3 separate regions of the Zea mays genome follow, and all the other regions are linked to region 1. Evidence: chromatin contacts called from public Hi-C data. All regions are on one chromosome and are shown on one strand. Each heading gives the region's core, a stretch centred on a gene start, on an enhancer-like site or on the middle of the called end of the contact. The rest is flanking DNA. Distances are from core to core; before and after follow the strand shown. Region 1 holds the start of LOC100274970. Region 2 has its middle 22 kb from the start of LOC115208750. Region 3 holds the start of LOC100283239 (22.0 kDa class IV heat shock protein).

Region 1 (3,527 bases), core at 225-2,724:
AAAAAAAAACCGATGTGATTATCTACATGTAGGTCGGTCCGGTTCCACCGCGGCCGCCGGTGGACGACGTGGGCATGAACGCCAGCACGAGCAGCAGGAGCAGCATTGCCACGGGGACCAGCATCAGCATCGACGGCGGCGGCGGCAGCGGGGGCAGGACGAGCGGGAGGATCACCAGCGACGCGGTGACGCCGACGAGCAGCAGAGCCGGGAGCGACAGGTACCCGGAGCAGAGGCTGCCGCCGCCACGGCTGCTACTAGGCTCCTCCTCCTCCTCCTCCTCCACCACCCTGTGGGTGGCCCTCTGGTGGGAGTGAGACGTCGTCGAAGCGCGCGACGAGGACGCGGCGGTTCCGCTGCCCCTCTCCATATCGCTGGGCGCGGCGGACGGTGCGCTGCGGTTGGGGCTAGCGGCGGCACTGTTGATCAGTTGCTGGGTGTCCTCCGGCCGGGTCGTGCTCATCGTTTCCGGGGCTCAAGAACCTGATGAGCGAAGCGGAGCCGCCGGAGCGCTCGCTTCAGCCGACGCCTCCTCGCGTGCGTGTGCTGCCGTCTTAAGTCCAAGGCGCCGCGCATGCAGTGGCAGTGCACACTGCACACAGGCACACAGCTAGCTACCAGCCTACCACTAGCAGTCTTTGAGCTGAAGCACTCCGTCTCACCACCGCTCGATCGGCGAATCAGGCCAGATCTAGCTAGCTAGCACTGCAGTCTCGGCGGCGAAAAATATCTCGTCAGCACATGAATGAAGCGATGTTATGATCAGATATGCGGACAACTGAAGGAGCGCGTGCGTAAGACATGCGTGTAAATTACTTCACCCAGCAGACCGGTGAAAAGCCATGGACAAAAGCAAGAAAAACACGCAAAGGTATAGTAGGAGGCACAAAACAAGACATCTAGTTCCTTGTTCTTTCAGAGAGAGAGAGACTAATAATAAGAAGAATATACAAGAAAGAGATCGGGCGAGCACCACAATATGTAGTTTCTGAACCCCAACAGTCGTTATATCGTCGTCAGTGAACTGATGAGCGTATATAGGACGATGGGCCCACCAAAAAGCACTCAGCTTGAGAGGGCGGAGGGCCGTGCATACGAATACGATCACATGCAGATAAACATCGGCATCGAGCAAAGGAAGGCACAGACTGCTATCGATCGTAGGCTCGTAGCAGCATGTACAGCAGCGTACCTGGTGAGATGGATTGACGCAGCAGCGTAGCATGTCCATGCATGCCAGTTTTAGCTAGCTGGGTCGCATGAGGAACGAACAGATCCTGTGACTGGTCGTCGTCAACCTCACGCAGCGACGACGATGGAGACACGGACGCAGAGGGGCAGAAGAGAGGTAGACGAGAGACAAGAGGAAGAGGGGTTGGACGTTGGAGGCACCACGCCGAGCAGATGCAGTGCATCTGGCGCAACTAGTCATCGGCGCCCGTGCAAGTTGCTGCGATGGTGCGCGAATATAATATGCGCGAAGGCGGAGAGGGGGAGGGGGCTTTTGCGATGGGATCCAGGCGGGGGCAGGGGTTCATTCGTCTCCCCTGGCCGCAACCCCCGCCCGACGCCTGACCTCAGTCTCGGACGTGCTTCACGCTGCCATTTGCTCGGGTTTTTCCACGCGCCAGCCAGGAGGCCCCCACCGCTGCTCACTCAGCAGCAGCCTGCCATGCCAGCTCCGGCTAAGCTTCCTACTACTTCTACAATTTTTATCTTTATAGACTGCGGCTGCAGTACCAACAGCCCCTTCTTCTTTGTTGCCATCGGCATCGGCTCTGCTGCCCGCGGTTTTCTTAATTCTGCCGGAAATCTAGGGGCGATGTACTAGCTTAATCAATTTATTAATCGCTATGGTCCAGGGATGATTAGACGAGTCGTGGTTAGCTGCCGGCCTTGGCTCTTGCTTCTGAGCTATAAGCAGCTGGGAGAATCGTTGCGGATATATTTCAGCGGCATGTGGTGGCGTGTCCCGACGGAGTACTAATGTATGGTGTTCTTCCCTGTAGATTGCTAGTTTTAGCCAACACTTCAAACAAGCGCTAAATCTGTCGTGAATCAAATGGTTCTCGTGCCAGCCACAAGGGTGATGCTTAAGCGCCTAATGCTTTTGGTAGCAGTGTGCCTGTGCTTAAAGAAAGCCAAATATACGCCAAATGATTCAGTTCATACAATACAATTACTAATAAATTGAGTGATTCTCCTATGTGGTATGACTTAATCAAAAACAAAAATAGTATACGTGCAGGCAGAGGCATTAAAATTAGAAATGGACAACAAAGTAGAATTTGGGATTGGCAGTTGGCTGTCTGATGAGGCATTGTGCCTAGTTATACCGGTGATTTAGGACTTGTTTGGATCCAGGGGTTAAAAGCAAACTGATTAAAGGTTAGCTTCTTCTTAGGAGCTAAAAGTGACTAAAAGGGTACACTTTTATTATTTTAGTCACTCATTCTTCCGGTTTAGATCTTTAACCCCCTAAATTGACTAAACTTTAACCACTTTTTCTTTAGCTCCTGGTATCTAAACAGGCCCTTATTAATTATGTAACCAGAAGAAAGTAAGTGTGCCAAAAATCTAATTATTAGTGGATGACCTCAAGTATATATATGTGGGATAAGATTTAGGAACAAGTGGTGTCGTTCCATCTTAATGACAGTCCAGAAAGCATTATCTGGAAATCTAGGAAAAATGGAAGATTTTCTGTCAAATCTGTATACAATACCTTACTAGAAATGAAACCGGTTTACATTTTAAACACATTTGTAAAGAAAAAAAACCACCAAAAATCAAGTTCTTTATGTGGCTCATAGAAAATGGGCCTTGCTAACAAAAGCTAACTTCATTAAGGGGAATTGGATTGGGAGACTTGGATGTTATTTCTGTCAGTGTAACAAGTCAGTCGACCATTTATTATTTTTATGTCATGTAGCAAGAATTGTTTGGGCCTCTATTGCAATTGGGTTTAATGCTATTTCATCTGATTGTGTTGGTCATGATGTGGAAAATAGCAATCCCAAGGAAAGAATGCACATGTTTGGCGGGTAGCTGCAATTTGTTGGGCCATTTGGAAAGCCAGAGATAAGGCATGTTTTTTTTTAAAAAAACTAATCAAGAACTTTATGGAAATTATATGTCATGCATTTGTGTTGATGTGTTATTCGACATGTTTGTTCATGGAAATTTTGGCATCCCCAGGTGTTTGAAAGTTCTACGTTGGGAAGATTGAAAATTCCACTTTTGGTTTTAATATTTAAGAAAACTAGTGAACTAACCTTTACTCTAGTGTTGTGAATAAGCTAGGTTAAGTTTATATCTAAGATTGGGTAAGAATGATAACCATGAAAATAATGGTGATAAGGACAAATGATAAACGAGTGTTCAACATAGGAAAAAAGAAGAAGAAAAGCAAAATAAAAGGGTTCAAGAAAAGATATAGCTAGGGAATTTTATTTTGTCCATCAAGATAAAATAGAATGACTAATCAGATTTAGAATAGATGTTGAAACTAGAGTAAAATACACCGA
Region 2 (3,715 bases), core at 1,096-3,595, 280 kb before region 1:
ACTACAGATCGCTCACATTATTTAATATTACGAAGGCGGTCTTCATTCTCCACCATCAACATAATATTTCCAGCTCCTGAGTACATTTCTTCAAGCACTCTCCATATTTTAGCGACACTTATAATTGTATCAACAGTGCTAGCAATTGTCGGAATCATATAACTCAACACCCACGCTGCCACCAAAGAGTTTATAGCATCTCAATCCTTCCATTCAGCACTTGGCTTGTCTTTGGGCTCAACAACAGTTCCTCAACAACAGTTCCATCAACATAGCCCTCGAGCCTTTTTGCCTTCAACAATCGCATGCCTCTCCTAGACCAAGCCAAATAATTCTTTTCCCCCTCCAATTTTATCTCATTTGGCATAACTCTAGGTTCTGAACCGATTCTATATAAGCAATATTTTCTTTACTTGTAGAAGAAGCTTCATCCTTTTTGCTGACAATAATTCAACCAACTTACCATGAACTTGCTCAATCCCTTAATTTTCTCTCCCATTTTACTAGCAGCACAACCAGATTAAACTCAACTACTCCACGTACTCAAACTGATAGCAAACTTTCTTTGCTTCTCTTTACTCACAACAACAACAACAGCAACAGACTTGTTTAGATACCTTAAGTCGAGCTCTCAGCCGAGCCCCTGGATGTTGGCCGACTCTTCACCGGCGGTACCAGCCACCGTACCAACCCTTCGTTCAGCAGCTCCTTCTGCTGCAGCCATCTCCCTAGCAGCAGTACGCTCCCTCTCCTTTCAGCAGCAGCCTTCTCCCTTGCTTCAGCAGCGGCTCTCTCCGATGGAGCCGGCGGCTTTCCCTCCTCCTCGACTTGCTTGCGTTGCCGGAGCGTCTCCACCACGAGCTCGTCGTCACCGCCCAGCCGGACGTCGACTTGCTGCTGCCGCCGCCTTGGCCCAGTGACAGCTTCACCACTGGCTCCGCCGTGCCCTTGGGCACCTCGCTCGGATCACCACACCACGCCTTCAACACCTAGCTCAGGTACCGTGTTTAAGCTTCTAGAATACACTTTCAGGAGTATGATACCCTGTTACAGTTTACATTACATATTACACACAGGCACGCACACAAGCCAATGGGCGAGGCCCTACACATTTAATATTCCAGGAGTCAGAAATAGTCGCCCAACATTTTAACAGATACTCCGTAAGAACCTGCGTGTGCTAACTTTCTACTGATCCTAGTTCGATCTAAAAGTAAATAAACATTTGTTCGTTCTTTGTAGGCTAATCTGAACATTTAGAGTGCATAAGGGAGCTTAATTACCAGCTTCAATTGCATTTCTAGCAGCTACCCTGAGATCACTGATGACCAAAGGAGGTGTGAAAGTAGCAGCGACATCTACAACATTGGCTCTCACTTGAGGTTTTCAGTGGGTTTTTTTTTTTTGAATTGGGAGGTTTTCAGTGGCTTATTAGTGCTTGAAATTGGAGCTGAAAAGCTGCATTGGAACACTTAACATTTGTTGGTATAATGACACTTTTATTATTTACTAAAACGCTGTAGTAGAAATAGTATATATGAGCGCATACTATAGGCCTGTTTGGATAGCCGCCATAAGCGCCCCAGCGTGCCACACCTGCGGCGGTCGATTTAGGCGCCACACCCGTGGCAGCCGGAGTGTGGCGCGGTGTGGCGCCCGAGCCAGCCCACCAAACAGACTCTATATATGTTGGTTTATGAAAAAACACATTTCGTGGACCCATATCGATGGTGCGCACTGTCTGCAAAGCACCCACATCCTCAACTTGCCGACGAAGGGCAAAGATGGAGAGAGAGAGAAAGAAGGAGAAAAGGAGGAAGACAGTGTAGTGGAGAACCTAGTCTTCGATGAACAGCACAGGGCATCCAAATAATAAAACCGCTAAAAATCACAAACATAGATCGTACACGATCTCATGCACGCCGGCCATGGCCGTCGTCTTCCTAGTTCGGAAAAGCAGCGCTACTTTGGCCGCTTTGACGCACACATGGAGCCCCCTGTTGCGCGCGACGCGAGAGGATTCCAAACGAACCGCTTCTTGTTGGGGAACGAACCAGAAGCTACTTGTTTGCTGATAAAGGGGTTAGGAAATTGGGAACTGGCCCAACTGAAAAGCAAGGGGCCAGGGCGTACCTGTGGCTGTGGGATGGATCAAGTTTTCTCATCTTGAAGGAAAGAGACAAAGGAGGTATGCAAGCAAGACGGAACCGTCGCGCCGAGGTGTGAGTTGAGGTGTCACTGATGCAGACACGCGATGCCAAAATGGGCCGGAGCCAGAACTGGGCCGAGGCCCGGTCTGCACCATTATCTGCTCTCGTCGAGTCGTCGTTCTCCCGCAGGGCACCTGCTTCAGCTAGTGAACGAGGCCGCTGTGCACCACAGGCGTAGCCCTGCTAGAACTGCAAGCGAGCATAGCACATGTGCAGGAAACGGATCAGCATCCGCAACACTCGTACGGCTGTTTAGAGGGTGTTTACATATATCTAGGAGCAAAATTCAAAGGGGAGGCAAGATTCTCTCCAGCAATGTGTCCTCTATATTCATTCGTTACAGTCTTCTTTAAAAGACCCCCCTATATCTCCTCCTCTTAATCAACATCCTCTATATCTCGTCCTCCACACGTACCTATATTAGAGATATATTTTACTTTTGATTTTATACGTACGTATTTGTCATACTCAAATACTCTCAAATGTATTATATATATTTTGTTTTTAAATATTTTGTTTAAAATATTAAAATAGATAGAGAAGAGGAGAGAGAAACTCTCTATATATATAGGATCCAAGAACGTCCTCTATATTTAGAGTATCATTTATAGAACGCTCCAGGATGGGTAGATGGTTGGAATCTTCTCTAAAGTTCAGGGTAGAGGAAGCTTTACAAGAGATTTTGGAGATGGTCTAACCAGAGTCAACCAAACACTCTAACTTTAAAGGTACAAACTCTATAGAGTTTTGAGTGTTGTAATATATACAAAGTTTTGGAGTAACTCTTTTGCTGCTCTAAAATTCTTAAAAACAACTTAGACATGGAGTTTGAAGGTATTTACTCATGACTTTCACTTGTTATGAGAATTGAGAAAGCAATCCAAAATTCAGAGCAGAGCTACTTCACCTAGAGTTTTGGAGAAGAGCTGGAGCATAGTCATGCCAAACACCCCCTTATTTCCTAGCTACATCGTCTCTGAGCATGAGTGTAATGGATATGTTTGTTTCCTTGCAAAACAATTTGGTCTTGCTGGTGTGGACTTTAAAGAACCACTGAACCACTCTATAGAGAAACGAAACTCTTAAGCCATCTCTAACAAGCCGTGTATATGGGCATGCAAAACACTGTTTTGTACTGTAGACTATACTATTTATAGAGTGTAGTTTCAAATATAGAGTGAGATAGGAGGTGGGATATGGTGGATGCTGGAGATAACCTAGGCTCTCGTCGTGCTTGTTTGGGCCATTTTACCCCTCTATAGGGTTGCACTTTGTGAGCCCACTGAGAGGTATTAGATAAACATATCGTTTGCTGTTGTTCATGGCCACGACTGCAATGGCGGTGGTGTCTTGCAACGTTGACCCGCCTCCTCCATGGCCATCTCCTCCTCCTTTGAGTGTTCTGTTGCGGCGGTGGTAGAGGATCCTCGCCTCCGGTGCAACCTCCATCGTCCTGCTCGTGTAGAGGACACACCCTAACACCACTTCCTTCTGCCTCACTCCAT
Region 3 (3,454 bases), core at 311-2,810, 350 kb after region 1:
TTTTTTAGGATGTCTGAGACAATCGCAGTTTAGTATGCAGTGAATCCTGGACTATATATGTGAAATAATGAAAAAATATTGATTATCATTGGAATCTATTTTCTGAAACGAAGCAACTGGATACTTGAAAGTTTATCGTTTTCATTTGCTAGTTTGTATGGATGTGCATATCAGATTGAAGTTTTTTTTCTTCTAGGATAGCGTTGCTTTGCTCCCTGCTATGAAGCTATGAATGTGTGCGAGCTTACATATATCATCTTCCCCTTTGTTTTCTTTTATTTCCTCGAAAGCTAAAAATTTATTTCCTCGGAAGCTATGGATGTGTGCGAGCTGCCAATCTCTGAGTTTCAGACTGGTGTTGAGAAGGATGGCTCCGTTGGGCGCAGGGGGAGGGGGTAGGCGTTGTCGTGGGAGCGCGTCCAACACAGGACACCGCGCGCTGCGGCGGCGGGCGCGGGAGTCAGAGCGACGGAAACAGCAGTGGGGTTCAATGAGGGGTTGTGCGCGGATGGGATAGCAGAAGAAGGAGGAAGAGACAGTCCATCGGAAGATCGGGTGAGATAGCGGGAGGAGGAGGAAGAGACATTCCAACGGAAGACGAAAACCCTAACGCCATTTTTTTCTAGAAAAAGTTGTGTGAGAAGAAAAAATCTGAGAAAAAACACACCTGACTTGAAGAGAGGCCGGCGCAGGAGACGACGCACGATCGATCCGCAGTCGCCGTTCGTGAATGGTGAGAGCGTCGTCCTTTGGAAATGGAAGGGATGAAGACCGGAACCTTTTTTTCTCCTTGTTCTGATGGCAAACTGACCGATATGCAAGGAGTCCAAGGACCTGGAAGTATCCGGTTGACTGTGTGGTAGCTGCTACGGGAAGCTTCCAGTCGCTGGCCGTGCGATGCATTCACAGCCGTTGACAGACTATCCAATGGCTGAAAAAATTTAAGCCGACGTGGACGCACGTATTTCCTCCCTTGCTCCCGGCTCTTTATCTATAGAATTTTCAAAGTATGTGTCATGAATAATCGAATCTATTCAAATTAAAATTGTATTCTGAATTCATACGAACTTAAGATGTTGGTAGTCATCAGCGTTAAAAAGGTGTAACTTAGAACAAACCTAGATGTTCTTTCTTGTTGACAAAACAAACCTAGATGTACTTTATTAATAAGTCGAAAATACTAGGAAAAGAAGCTTGTTAACCCCACAGGCCACAACTCAGATCAAAATTGTTCGCCTGCAATGACTCAAAAAAAAAAAAAATCGTTGCCATGCATGGTCGGTAATCACCAGGCCCATGGAAAGGTATGTGTGATGGGCCATGCGCCGTGGACCTGGTCCGCGATAAACGCTGACTTGGCCCAGCCCAAAAGAGACGCCGACGGCGACGAGGACGTTTCAGGAGATCTCTCCCGCCATCGGGACGTTAGCCGTGCGGCGAAGCCTCTGCAACAACCTCGAACCCTCTCGAGCTCGTCGAACCTTCTGGCTCGCCACCGCGCTCCCTTCTCCGACTTCCTCACCACGCTATAAATATACCCCGCCTCGCTGCCCTGTCACCATCGCATCATCATACCACCGATCGAAGGCACACTAGGCACTAGCTAGGAAGAGCGCATCAGGAAGCGTACGTCAACTGGCTTGCGCGTCGATTCTTGTCTTGAAGTTGAAATCTTGGCGCGAGTGTCGACCTTTAATCAATCGGGCGTAGTTTTTTGCTCACTGATCAGCGAGTTCTGTTAGATTGAACTTTAAAGTGCGCACGCACTGCCCTGAAGCCTTCGGGTCCGTGACGATGTCGAGGAGAGCCGCAGCAGCGCTCGCGCTCGCGTGCCTCGCCGTGATGGCGGCGGCACTGGCGGACGGCGCGCTGCTCCCGTGGTTCGGCGAAGGGAGGCGCGGGGGCGACGAGGCCGCGGCGGCGGCGGCGTCTCCGCTGTCCGGGCCCGGGGTGGGCCTCCTGGCCGACCCGTTCCGGATCCTGGAGCACGTCCCCTTGGGCTTCGACCGGGACGACGTGGCCATGGTCTCCATGGCGCGCGCGGACTGGCGCGAGACTCCCGACGCGCACGAGATCGTGGTGGACGTGCCCGGGATGCGCAGGGAGGACCTCAAGATCGAGGTGGAGGACTACAGCCGGGTGCTGCGAGTCAGCGGCGAGCGGCGGCGCGCGGAGGAGCACAGGGGCGACCACTGGCACCGCGAGGAGCGCTCCCACGGCAGGTTCTGGCGCCAGTTCCGCCTCCCCGAGAACGCCGACCTCGACTCCGTCGGCGCCAGCCTCGACAACGGCGTCCTCACCGTGCGGTTCCGGAAGCTGGCCCCCGAGCAGGTCAAGGGCCCGCGCGTCGTTGGGATTGCCGGGGGAGACGGTGACGGCGACGCGAAGAAGAGTATTGGCGGCGGCGCCGGGGATGGTCATCATCAGACCAAGAAGGTGGAGCTCTGAACAGTCAAACGAGGGGTGTTCGCGTTTTTTTTTTTTGGGTATGTTCTGTATGTTCCACGACGTATCCGGTATCTCCACCTGTATTGTATGGAGAGGCAGAGAAAGTGTGCGATCTTGACTGAGAAATAAAAACCTACAGCACTATCCCTTCAATTCAAAACACAGTTACTGATGATCTTGCATGACTTTTTTTCTCTTCGGAGAAGCTATTCTGTGTCCGAGTATATGGTTGTTCTACGTTATTTTTTACGAATAACTCATTACATCTATTTCAAATTAACTCATGCATACTTATCTCCTCCGCGCAACCAATCTCCACGTACCAAACTACACATACGCATACAAACCACACATCCGCATAGATGGTCAAACGGCCCGGCATGGTCCCGCCCTGCCGCAGCTCCGGCCAGATACGGTAGCTCGTTGAGCCATCAGCGTAAAATGTTAAAAACGATGCAGAAGGTGGGTTCAAACCCACGTCTTGATAGAAGAAGAGCGAAAGACACTAGGTGAAACCATCTAACCAGTAGAACATCATTCTTAAGTGTTTTTAATATTAAATATAAATTATACATATGTATATATGATTTTTTGTAAAATAAAAAATATAATCGTGTCAAGCCGGACCAGCACTACGGGTCGAGGCTACGGCCCAAACACAGCACGTCGCTCGTGCCGGACTGGTTCAATCACTATTAAATGTGTCGTGCCTCGAGCTGGCCCGCGAGACACAACCCATTTGACCATTTATACCTCTGCATGATAATGATGGAACTCGCCTCAGTTGCCGCCATCTCGTTCGCCATCCTGCTTCTTTTCTCTCTCCCCTCATGTCTTCGCCTCCGCGCCACCCATTCTCGGCAGACCCACGCAGTGGTTATTGCACGTCCATGAGGACATTTCACAGCATGCGCGCACCATCATTTTCGCCGTCGTCGGACGTCCCATTCGTCTTCCCGGCCTTCACCTGCTTGTTCTTCCTCCCCAACCTGCTGTGACCGCTCAC

Evidence for each region. Hi-C and Micro-C count contacts between places; a contact is called where the count stands out from the background.
Region 2: a Hi-C map of ear shows a contact between it and region 1, with 2.4 times the contacts expected there. The contact joins the enhancer-like site here to the promoter of LOC100274970 in region 1. A contact is called at or near these places in 3 of 25 Hi-C or Micro-C datasets (ear, endosperm and leaf).
Region 3: a contact with region 1 is called in a Hi-C map of tassel, with 2.6 times the contacts expected there. The contact joins the promoter of LOC100283239 here to the promoter of LOC100274970 in region 1. A contact is called at or near these places in 2 of 25 Hi-C or Micro-C datasets (ear and tassel).

What each region holds. Positions count from the first base shown.
Region 1 is chr10:122,017,500-122,021,026 of Zm-B73-REFERENCE-NAM-5.0, forward strand. It overlaps LOC100274970, which reads right to left and starts at 1,475. Exons shown (of 2, transcript NM_001357707.1): 1 at 1,193-1,475; 2 at 1-705. The coding sequence starts at 463. The coding sequence ends at 23.
Region 2 is chr10:121,740,361-121,744,075 of Zm-B73-REFERENCE-NAM-5.0, forward strand. No RefSeq gene overlaps it. Among protein-coding and RNA genes, the nearest start is that of LOC115208750, 22 kb to the left of the region's middle. Within about 2 kb of position 2,346, at least 18 of the 20 cell types and tissues checked have an H3K27ac peak or open chromatin away from gene starts, as enhancers often do. A contact at or near this core is called in ear and leaf, where this site is marked.
Region 3 is chr10:122,370,097-122,373,550 of Zm-B73-REFERENCE-NAM-5.0, forward strand. LOC100283239 (22.0 kDa class IV heat shock protein) reads left to right here and starts at 1,561. Exons shown (of 1, transcript NM_001156141.2): 1 at 1,561-2,602. The coding sequence starts at 1,795. The coding sequence ends at 2,448. It also overlaps the pseudogene LOC103641691.